Regions from separate parts of the Zea mays genome. Here all the other regions are linked to region 1. A link is a contact called in public Hi-C data. All regions are on one chromosome and are shown on one strand. Each heading gives the region's core, a stretch centred on a gene start, on an enhancer-like site or on the middle of the called end of the contact. The rest is flanking DNA. Distances are from core to core; before and after follow the strand shown.

Region 1 (3,617 bases), core at 604-3,103:
TGCTAATAAAATTTTGACCAACATAATTAAAATGTGAAATGATATGCTCAACCTTATTCTTCGATTAGCCTTCCACTACACTTTTCTACACACTTGCAGAGTACCAATCATAAATGTACTCATTCTTGATGAATTTGGTGCTCAGACCAAGGTCAATAGGAAGACTATTATGAATACTTTAAGGAGTTCTAGGCCTTCTTTGCTCCAGTCGATTGTCTGTTGACCGTCGTCGTTTAGTTTCTTTTTTGTTTAGTTATTTAATTTATGTTATAAAGTTGTGACACTAGTTGCTATACACTAAAGTCATCATATGTGTAAATTGATTCTGTCGCATATATGAGATGCATCCAACTTTGTCTTTGAAAATCGGGTGTGGCACCAGTGTTTTGAGTGGTTTCGGAGTTATATCCGTCTTACGATCCGTTTCTTTATTTGGCTACTTATATACCCTAGGAACTTTTCTAAAACATTGGATCAATAGTTGATTATGATGGATTTAGTTAGGGTTCTTTCTTCGTTCTCATTGGAGTAGAGAGCTCATTTTTTAGATTTTGAGAACTTTCACTTGTTCACTTTTTTTTGTTGATCAAATGCTCCGATGTGGTTGTCGGTCATCATCAAGAATATTCAGTCATTCATGGGCTCGAGAGCATCCCGTGAGTTTTAAGGTCTTGAGAGATTGGATGAAGATTAATTTATTTAGGGTAATACACCATAAAAAACCGACGCTCGATTTCACCACTGTATTCTATATACTAGTCTTGAAACGAGCCGAGCTCGGTTCGACTCATCCACTCGACGAGTTAAAGAAATAGGATAGACTCTACTCGAAGTTGGTTCATGAGACGGGGCTCGGTTTGGCTCATTCGCTCATGAGCAACATACTAATAAATATTATTATATTATACAGTGGATTAACAGTATGTGAATATAGAACATAGAATCATCATTCAATATTACGACTATTTTGAATTACGAATTATTATATATCCATCATCAAATAGTAAAGAACGAGCCAACTATCTATAAAATTATATATTAATCATTATTTTATAGATTGACCAATTTGGCATTTCTCGTTAGCCGGCTCGATGCACCAACGAATTAAAAAACCGGCTCGACTCGGCTCACGAACCACTCAAAACTACTTCATGTTTGAGCCGACTCGTCAGCCTCAAACTTATTTTCGGTTCTTCCTAACAAACCGTAATACTTTCTTCGATCTATTTTATTCATCGAGTTTAAGTAAAAATGAACTATGGTCCAACAAATATTCAAAAATACTAAACATGCCCAACTCTCCGCCGGCCGCTGCGGAGATGCCTGTCACCGCGGGATTGGTCCGTGATCTGGGATTCAAGAACAGTGACAGGTGTCCAGGGATCCAACCGAAGATGACCGTGTGTCCCTTCTTCGCCTCCCGGGTCGCTTTACCGGCGAGCCACCTGTCTGCTTGGCTGCTTTGTTTAAGTAAAAGGGTGGCGACTCGTCACGAGTAGGGTTTGCTTGTTTTTTTCGAACTCGTTGATCTGCGGCGGATTCGTCCCACTTTGCAGTACCAACAGGGTCATCAACAGGCCAAAACCGATCGCCGGCGGCACCGCACCAGCACGGCAGTCCTGTGACATGTTGGCTAGTACGTACCCGTAAGCTTTTCTGTTGGAAAGTCGAGCTCACGTCACTGCGTTTGACACGGCGCGCGCCCGCCGCCCTCGAGGCTCCTGTCCGTCGCGCGACGCCACGACGCCCCCGGGCCAAGCCAGTCTGCACCACGCGGCACACGGGCACACGGCCCGCGAGCGACTGAAAGCCAGCACTGCCCGTCTGCCCCGCCCCCCGCCAGGCCGCCACTCCGCCGAACACCACCCAGCGGCTCGCTCGACACCTACACGTTTCACGCACCTCGCGTCCTCGCCCCGCTCTGTTCGAGTTCCCGTTGTAGGCGCACGCCATGGCCGCGGCCATTCTCCGCCGCCTTGTCCCCACCGCCGCCAGCCAGCTCGTGGCGCCGCTGCCGCTTCTCGCGCGTGGGGTCTCCGACTCCGCGGACGCGGTCACCGTTGACACCTCGGTGCCCTTCAAGTCCCACATCGTGGACCCGCCACCGCGCGAGGCCACCACCTCGGCGCGGGAGCTGCTGTCCTTCTTCCGCGACATGTCGCTCATGCGGCGCTTCGAGATCGCGGCGGACTCGCTCTACAAGGCCAAGCTCATCCGAGGCTTCTGCCACCTCTACGACGGCCAGGAGGCCGTCGCCGTCGGCATGGAGGCCGCAGCCACCCGCGCCGACGCCATCATCACCGCCTACCGCGACCACTGCGCGTACCTCGCGCGCGGCGGGGACCCCGTCGCCGCCTTCGCCGAGCTCATGGGCCGCCGGGACGGCTGCTCCAGGGGCAAGGGCGGGTCCATGCACTTCTACAAGCGGGACGCCAACTTCTTCGGCGGCCACGGCATCGTCGGCGCGCAGGTGCCGCTCGGGTGCGGCATCGCCTTCGCGCAGAGGTACAGGAAGGAGGGCACCGTCACGTTTGACCTCTACGGCGACGGCGCCGCCAACCAGGGACAGCTCTTCGAGGCGCTTAACATGGCCGCGCTCTGGAAGCTGCCTGTCATATTGGTCTGCGAGAACAACCACTGTGAGTTCTTCTGTTACCATGTGCTTGGTCAGCTGGTAGTGCTGTGATAGTACTGTTCATCGGTGGGATTCCGAAATCGAGAGTGGGCTAGTGGAGTGACTTTGGAGTACCTGGTGTATGCAGATGGGATGGGGACGGCAGAGTGGAGGGCCTCCAAGAGCCCGGCTTACTACAAGCGCGGGGACTATGTGCCTGGCTTAAAGGTAAATAGTTGTTCTTTTGATTTGGTTTACAGTTTATTTCAGAGTGATGTGAATAGTATTGATTGGTTTTGTAAACGCAAATTTGATTGCTCCGGTGTGCAATGTTGTATTGTTGGGCTGTAAAGTCTAAAATCAAATGCAAATTTGGGTGTGCCAGAGTTCAGTGTTGAATTTATTATTATGCTCTGGCAGGATTGGCTTTGTTGTGATCTCAAATTGTTTGCTCAAACACATGGTCCCTTAATTTTTTTAATAGCACTACGAGTTTTGCATATTCTGAGGCTTGGTCGTCTAATTTATGTTAGTATTGTCGAGACTGGTACCCTTCTTTGGAATCCCCTGGTCCAGCAAAATCTGCATAATAGGATGCTGATTTTGGTCTCCATGTCTGCAATCTAGCTAACGCTTGGCACTGAAATGGTACCTTGTGTTTTGTGTAGGTCGATGGAATGGATGTTCTTGCTGTGAAGCAAGCTTGCAAATTTGCCAAAGAACATGCCCTTGAAAATGGGCCAATTGTAAGTATTTAAGAAATAATTCTGATTTCTATCATTTCAGTTACATGAATGCATGCATATCTTAGAGCACATAATCCATCACGTATGGGGTTATGCCATAAGATGTTACTAGTAAACTGGAAAGATTTACTAGGCTACAAGCAGATACAAATATCTTTCTACCAGAAAGAACATACTCCAAAAATGTGGAAATATTATGTTTGGTGCAGCTATTTCCTTATGATCTTATATGCTATCAGATGTACTCTAGAATACTT
Region 2 (3,617 bases), core at 350-2,849, 410 kb after region 1:
AAATATTCTAAAATTTAAAATAGATATGTTTTATAGAATTTAGACCAAAAAAGCTTTAAAAATAAAGGTCCAAATTAAGTGACTAACCTAAATATTTTATTCTAATCCATTTGTCTAGAAAGAAAATTTTTATGAAGCGTCCGTTCATTTAGATCTAGATATGGAGCATCCTAATAAGGTGTATTATATTTGTGTCACTTCAGTAGGTGACCTATATTTTTTAATAATTTTTTGTAACATTGAACAATGTTGGAGCAATTTTTTTAGCTTGAGCCATATAATTTAATTTGAGGCACTAAGAGTGTGTTTAGTTTAGCTTTTGGTTTTTACTCCTTAAAAGCAAAAAGTCATACAAAAGAGCTAGATCTAGATTTATAGACCACTTTTTCTAAAAGCCGACTTTCTCGTAGTGCAAAACTAAAATCACATCTGGACTTGCTTTTAAAAGAAAGGGAACTGTGAAAATATGTATTAAAGAATTTTCATCAGTTTTTAGTTGTTTTCACCAAATGGTTTTTAGCTTTTTAAAAGCTTAAAGTTCACAACAATTTTTTCTACAACTCATATCTCACAACAGTTTTTTTTCACAGCCACAACCCAACCAAATAAATCTTAAGATAAGTCACTATTGAAGATGCTCTTTCCGCGGTTCAAATGTTAAAACTATAAATAAATTTTACGTCAATTAATTTATATGAAAATCATATGTAGAAGCTATTTTTAATGAATAGTTTTTGTAGAATGTTCTTTTGTCTCGTCACGTATTTTTTCCTCTCATTAGTATCATATCATTTCTCTTGTATAGACATGTTTTTTATTAAGAAATTATTTTTATTTTTTTAATTAAGTCGTATTTAGTAGACAATAAAATACACTGCAAAAATTAAGTGACATAATAATTAATGCCAAGAAACTACAATCAGGGACCCTAAACCCGCTCACAATTATACCCGTGAAGTCTATCTAAACCCGCCCACGATATCACCCACGGGTGCAATTCTAACCGCGCACCCAAACCTGTAAGGTTTTTAGGTCACTCACGGGTTTTACTCAGTGTACAATTTTAAACAATAATTCAGCTATAAACAATTAAATACCAGTAATAATTAAGTTATATGTATGAATTTTAAGCTTTATCACGTTGAGCAGCAACAAAACACTTCATGAATCATTAGCCAAGTTACTTATTGAAAATAATTACTATTGTATCTTTATCGTTATTGCGTAAAATACCGAATAAACCAAATTTCGGGTCGGGTGCAAGTCACCCACGGATTGAAATAGAAATTCATACCCACACCCGCGAAACTTCAGGTCAGATGCGAATTACATCCGCGAGTCAAAATCCTTACCTATATCCGTACCTATCGAATGTTGGGTTTGCGGGTTAAATTATCATCCCTAACTACAATAAGATGAGTTCGAATCAGTTGACACTTCTCAGTTCACTGTTCACCACCTAGAAGTTTAGAGGTAGCCCCACATGTCATTGAAGCATACCATTCGTACAGGGCCACCAGTCATCGAAACAAACGGAGCGACCAAAAATATCGCTGGACCGTGCCGGGCACGGGTGGGAAGGCCCACCGCGCACCCACTCGAGACGACAGACGACCCCGGAACCGGCAGCCCGCGCGAGGTCAGTCAGGCCACTCCATCCCGATCCCGAAACCGGCGGCGATGCATTTCTTCTCCGGCAGCGGCGGGGCCCGCTCCGGCGCACTACTCCCCACCACCTCCAAGCCGAAGGCGCACCACCACCTCCGTTCCAAGTCCTCCCTCTCTGCGCCCGCCTCCTCCCGCCGCCGCGGGAGCCTCCACTCCGCGTCCACTCCCTACTCCCGCCGCGCCCTCTGCCTCGCCACGACTGCCTTCGCGGTGCTGTTTATCCTGGCCTTTCTCCGTCTCGGCTTCCCCTCATCCCGCTCCGCCGCGCTGTCTGCGCCCGTCCGTTCCCGCGCGCGCCTCAGCCGCAGGCCCGCCTTCCGCCTCCGGGACTCGGCCGCGGCCGAGGCCGCAGCGGCCGCTGTGGCGAACCGGATCGGACGTGAGGCGCCCGTGGATATTACGACGAGGGACCTTTACGACCGGATCGAGTTCAGCGACGTCGACGGCGGTGCGTGGAAGCAGGGGTGGGAGGTCAAGTACAGGGGCGACGAGTGGGATACCGAGAAGCTCAAGGTCTTCGTCGCGCCGCACTCGCACAACGACCCCGGGTGGATCCGCACCGTCGAGGAGTACTACCAGCGCCAGTCGCGCCACATCCTCGATACCATCGTCGAGTCCCTCTCCAAGGTCTTCCTAGTGTTCTCGCCACTCCAGATTTGCTTTCGGGCGTTGGTGCTCTTCTCCTTTTGACCATCGTCAGGATTCTGCTATGGTATAGGATTCGCGGAGGAAGTTCATATGGGAGGAGATGTCATACCTGGAGAGATGGTGGCGCGACGCGCCGCCCAAAAAGCAAGAGGCACTGGCTAAGCTTGTCCGTGATAGGCAGCTCGAAATCGTGAGTGGTGGATGGGTCATGAACGATGAGGTGAGAAGGAAGCAAAACTTTGTGGTTTAGATGAGGCTTAAGGAGTAAGCCGTAGCTTCTGTTTCCTTGCTTGTGTTTTCCATTGCCATGCTAATATGCCATGCGTCATCATCTGTCTTGGACATGAATGAAATGGAATTTCATTTCACATTTTATTACCTGGTTGTCTAGCTGACGACAAATGAAATCCGACGTGCCGTGCTTGCAGGGGTGAAGCCAGGATCCAAAATTAGGGGGACCAAATTACACTAGGGGGGCTGTTAGAAGCATTTTTTGCACTGTTTACATGAAAATTAGCTAAAAAACTAACAGGTTCTAAAGAATTAGGGGAGCATTAGGGGGGCATTGCCCCCTGTGCCCCCCCCCCCTGCCGTCGCCCCTGCGTGCTTGTAGGACTGATATGAAATTTCATTGTTTCTCCTTGCCCACATTGTGATCTCAAACCTTAGGGAGGTATGCGCTTGATGCTGTTTCATATTTAGGCATGAACTGGGTGTAACTTATTTTGGTTTTATATATTGTTGGCTTGTGTGCTTGTAGTTTCCATGCGTAGAAGTCATTTCAGGCCTAGTGTCAGGTGTAGTTGTCGCTCTTATTCTAACTGGCCACTTCAAGCTTACAAAATCTACATATTCTATGGGCAATTGAGCATTACGTGAACTATTCTGCCAGGCATTGTTGCTCGTGAATTTGCATATATTAGTACACATGCTAAGAAGATTCAACAATCAGGGTTATGGCTAAATGATCACAAACAGCACCGGCATATTTAATTTATGTTTTTCCTTTAGCATGTTGCTTCTGCTGTGAGCTTGTTTTTATTAAGCTATTCATTGTTTAACAGATATTGTACTACTTCATTATATGTTAATGAACATCTACTCTGGAGATATATTAATTATCGTGTTTTATAACACTACGCTTTCTGTTGGTTTATTCTTTTCTAACAAAGTATTTTGTCATATTTATTTATTACTTTAAAAGTAAGCTACATTGAATTTCCTTTGTTTCTCAATGCAGGCAAACTCCCACTACTTTGCCATCATAGAACAGGCAAGTACACACAATGACTTTATATCTT
Region 3 (3,617 bases), core at 755-3,254, 300 kb after region 1:
TTATACATAAAAGCATGATTTGGGCCAGAGTGAGACTTCCTAGAGTGAATTCTCCTAATTTTGCTCTCGGGATAACCGGCAGGGCACAAAATGTAACCCTCGTTATCCTGAGGCATGGGAGCCTTGCCCTTTACAAAATTAGACAATCTTTTAGGAGGGGCATTAAGTTTGACATTGTCTCCCCTTTGGAAGCCAATGCCATCCTTGATGCCAGGGCGTCTCCCATTATAAAGCATACTACGAGCAAATTTAAATTTTTCATTCTTTAAGTTATGCTCGGCAATTTTAGCATCTAATTTTGCTATATGATCATTTTGTTGTTTAATTAAAGACATGTGATCATGAATAGCATTAATATCAACATCTCTACATCTAGTACAAATAGATACATGCTCAACGATAGATGTAGAGGGTTTGCAAGATTTTAATTCTACAACCTTAGCATGTAATATATCGTTTTCACTTCTAAGGTTAGAAATAGTAGCATTGCAAACATCAAAATCTTTAGCCTTAGCAAGCAATTTCTCATCTTCAACTTTAAGGCTAGCAAGGGTAATGTTCAATTCTTTGATTTTAGCAAGCAAATCATCATTGTCATTTCTATGATTGGGAATTGAAACATTACAAGCATTTGAATCAACCTTAGCAATTAATTTAGCATTTTCATTTCTAAGGTTGTTAATAGTTTCATGGCAAGTGCTTAGCTCACTAAATAGTTTTTCACATTTTTCTACTTCAAGAGCATAAGCATTTTTAACCTTAACATGCTTCTTATTTTCTTTAATTAGGAAGTCCTCTTGGGAATCCAAAAGGTCATCCTTCTCATGAATGGCACTAATTAATTTATTTAACTTTTCCTTTTGTTCTATGTTAAGATTGGCAAAAAGGGTACGCAAATTATCTTCCTCATCACTAGCATTATCATCACTAGAAGATTCATATTTAGTGGAGGATTTTGATTTAACCTTCTTCCTTTTGCCGTCCTTTGCCATGAGGCACTTGTGGCCGACGTTGGGGAAGAGAAGTCCCTTGGTGACGGCGATGTTGACGGCGTCCTCGTCAGAGGAGGAGTCGGTGGAGCTCTCGTCCGAGTCCCACTCCCAGCAAACATGGGCATCACCGCCTTTCTTCTTGAGGTACCTCTTCTTTTCTCTTCTCTTGCCCTTCTTATCGTCGCCCCTGTCACTGTCACTGGATAGTGGACATTTAGCAATAAAATGACCGGGCTTACCACATTTGTAGCAAACTTTCTTGGAGCGGGACTTGTAGTCTTTCCCCCTCCTTTGCTTGAGTATTTGATGGAAGCTCTTGATGATGAGCGCCATCTCCTCGTTGTCGAGCTTGGAAGCGTCGATGGGTTGTCTACTTGATGTAGACTCCTCCTTCTTCTCCTCCGTCGCCTTGAATGCGACCGGTTGTGCTTCGGGTGTGGAGGAGGTGCCTTGCTCGATGATTTTCTTTGAGCCTTTAATCATTAGCTCAAAGCTCACAAATTTTCCTATGACTTTCTCGGGAGACATTAGCTTATATCTAGGATCACCTCGAATTAATTAAACTTGTGTAGGGTTAAGAAATACGAGGGATCTAAGAATAACCTTGACCATCTCATGGTCATCCCATTTTTCGCTCCCGAGGTTGCGCACTTGGTTCACCAAGGTCTTCAAGCGGTTGTACATGGCTTGTAGATCCTCCCCTTGGTGAAGCATGAAGCGACCGAGCTCCCCCTCGATCGTTTCCCGCTTGGTGATCTTTGTCACCTCGTCTCCTTCGTGCGCGGTCTTGAGTACGTCCCAAATTTCCTTCGCACTTTTTAACCTTTGCACCTTATTATACTCCTCTCGACTTAGAGAGGCGAGCAGTATAGTAGTGGCTTGAGAGTTAAAGTGGTGAATTTAGGCCACCTCGTCCGAGTCATAGTCTTCATCCCCTTAACTTAATTAGTTTTATCTAAATTATAATTATTAAAATGGAATTCAATTCCAACGAAACAAACGGGTCCTTAGTGATTTCTTGTAGTTGCTCTGAGTCTCTCTCGTCTGTCGCCCAAATCCATTTTCCACGTCTCTTCCATCCCATCCCCGTGACGCCGTCTAGATTTCAAATCCGCGTCAAGCCAGGGCAGAGCTCAGGGCTCGGTCTCCCCCTTCGCCGCCAGTTGCCGCAGCCTCCAACCCCTCGAGATCCGCCGCGTGTGAGACCGCCGACCATGGAGGCCATGGAGGAGCTGTCAGAGCTCGCCGAGTCGATGCGCCAGGCGGCGTCGCTCCTCGCCGACGACGACCCCTCCGACGCCGCCGCGCCGCGCCGGCCCACCACCTTCCTCAACGCCGTCGCCCTCGGCAACGTCGTGAGTATCGGTTCTCCGCCGCCCCCACCACACGAGACCCATCGCGATCTGCTCCTGCCGCTAGCGTGCTGCACTGCTGCTCGTGTCACCCGGTCTGATCTGTTCTGATCCGTTTGTTCGTGCAGAGCTCTGGCAAGTCGGCCGTGCTAAACAGCCTCATCGGTCACCCGGTTTTGGTGAGCTCCTACCTCCTAGCGGAGCAGCTTAGTTGCCTTTCCTCTCTCTGCCCTTGTGGCGCCGTGTTTTTTTACTGGATTTGGATGGTGTTGGTGCGCGGTGCAGCCGACGGGGGAGAACGGGGCGACGCGGGCGCCAATAGTGGTTGACCTGCAGAGGGATCCGGGGCTCAGCAGCAAGTCCATCGTGCTGCAGATCGACAGCAAGTCGCAGCAGGTTTCCGCAAGTGAGTTGGATGTCGTGGCCGTGCTTCCTGCATCTATTGACGAGTTCTGGAAGCTTGGGACTGAGCCTGATCTTGATCTTGAAATTTCCTGGTTCGTTTTGCTGTGCTGCAGGTGCCCTCCGGCATTCACTGCAGGACAGACTCAGCAAGGGGACGTCTGGTGGATCAGGGAGGGGCCGTGCTGATGAGATTTACCTCAAGCTGCGGACGAGTACAGGTTTGTTTGTGCTGCGAGTAGTATAACCATTTAAGCAACCGTGTAGCTGTTTTTCTTTCCATTTCACTAGCATTGTACAGAACATGGTGTTGAATATATGGTCACACTTTTGGTGATGGTGTAAGGTTTGAACAATGACATGCTTAAATTAAACAATGATGAAATAACAGTTAGGCTGGAATATGTATGCTTGTGACACTGTATGCTTTGTGTTGGCACATTGCACTGTGGAGCAATATAATCATTTGCGAGTACATCTTTCTATCTATGTCTTATATGTTCTAAAAATGGTGAACCCCACACATAATTTCTGTACTTAGTCTTCTTTGTTAGTTTGCCTTTTTTTATTTTGTTGTGCTGCTTTATGAAATCCTCACAGTACTTTTCCTGCTTCTTGTTCAGCTCCCTCATTAAAGCTGATTGATTTACCTGGGATAGACCAGCGAGCTGTTGATGATTCCATGGTAGGTATTTGAATTATTCCTAAAATATTTTTCCTGTATAGATGCTTATAGATTAGGTAGAGTGCTGATTAACTGGTTGTGCAGTAATATCCAGTATCCACAATGAACTTTCATCAGACCATTGAATTGTGAAAGACAAGCTACACTTTTTATCTTGGGACCACTAGAACATAGCTTTCATTTCTC

Evidence for each region. A called contact is a pair of places that touch in the nucleus more often than the background predicts.
Region 2: a contact with region 1 is called in a Hi-C map of ear, with 1.9 times the contacts expected there. The contact joins the promoter of LOC100502340 here to the promoter of LOC100272256 in region 1. A contact is called at or near these places in 3 of 25 Hi-C or Micro-C datasets (bundle sheath, ear and leaf).
Region 3: a contact with region 1 is called in a Hi-C map of ear, with 6 times the contacts expected there. The contact joins the promoter of LOC103637796 here to the promoter of LOC100272256 in region 1. A contact is called at or near these places in 4 of 25 Hi-C or Micro-C datasets (bundle sheath, ear, leaf mesophyll and 1 more).

What each region holds. Positions count from the first base shown.
Region 1 is chr9:2,839,878-2,843,494 of Zm-B73-REFERENCE-NAM-5.0, forward strand. LOC100272256 reads left to right here and starts at 1,854. Exons shown (of 8, transcript NM_001146750.1): 1 at 1,854-2,639; 2 at 2,763-2,842; 3 at 3,283-3,360. The coding sequence starts at 1,952.
Region 2 is chr9:3,251,313-3,254,929 of Zm-B73-REFERENCE-NAM-5.0, forward strand. LOC100502340 reads left to right here and starts at 1,600. Exons shown (of 4, transcript NM_001363267.1): 1 at 1,600-2,295; 2 at 2,387-2,536; 3 at 3,557-3,589. The coding sequence starts at 1,681.
Region 3 is chr9:3,141,479-3,145,095 of Zm-B73-REFERENCE-NAM-5.0, forward strand. It overlaps LOC103637796 (dynamin-2A), which reads left to right and starts at 2,005. Exons shown (of 22, transcript XR_004852518.1): 1 at 2,005-2,347; 2 at 2,473-2,523; 3 at 2,630-2,750; 4 at 2,863-2,967; 5 at 3,370-3,431.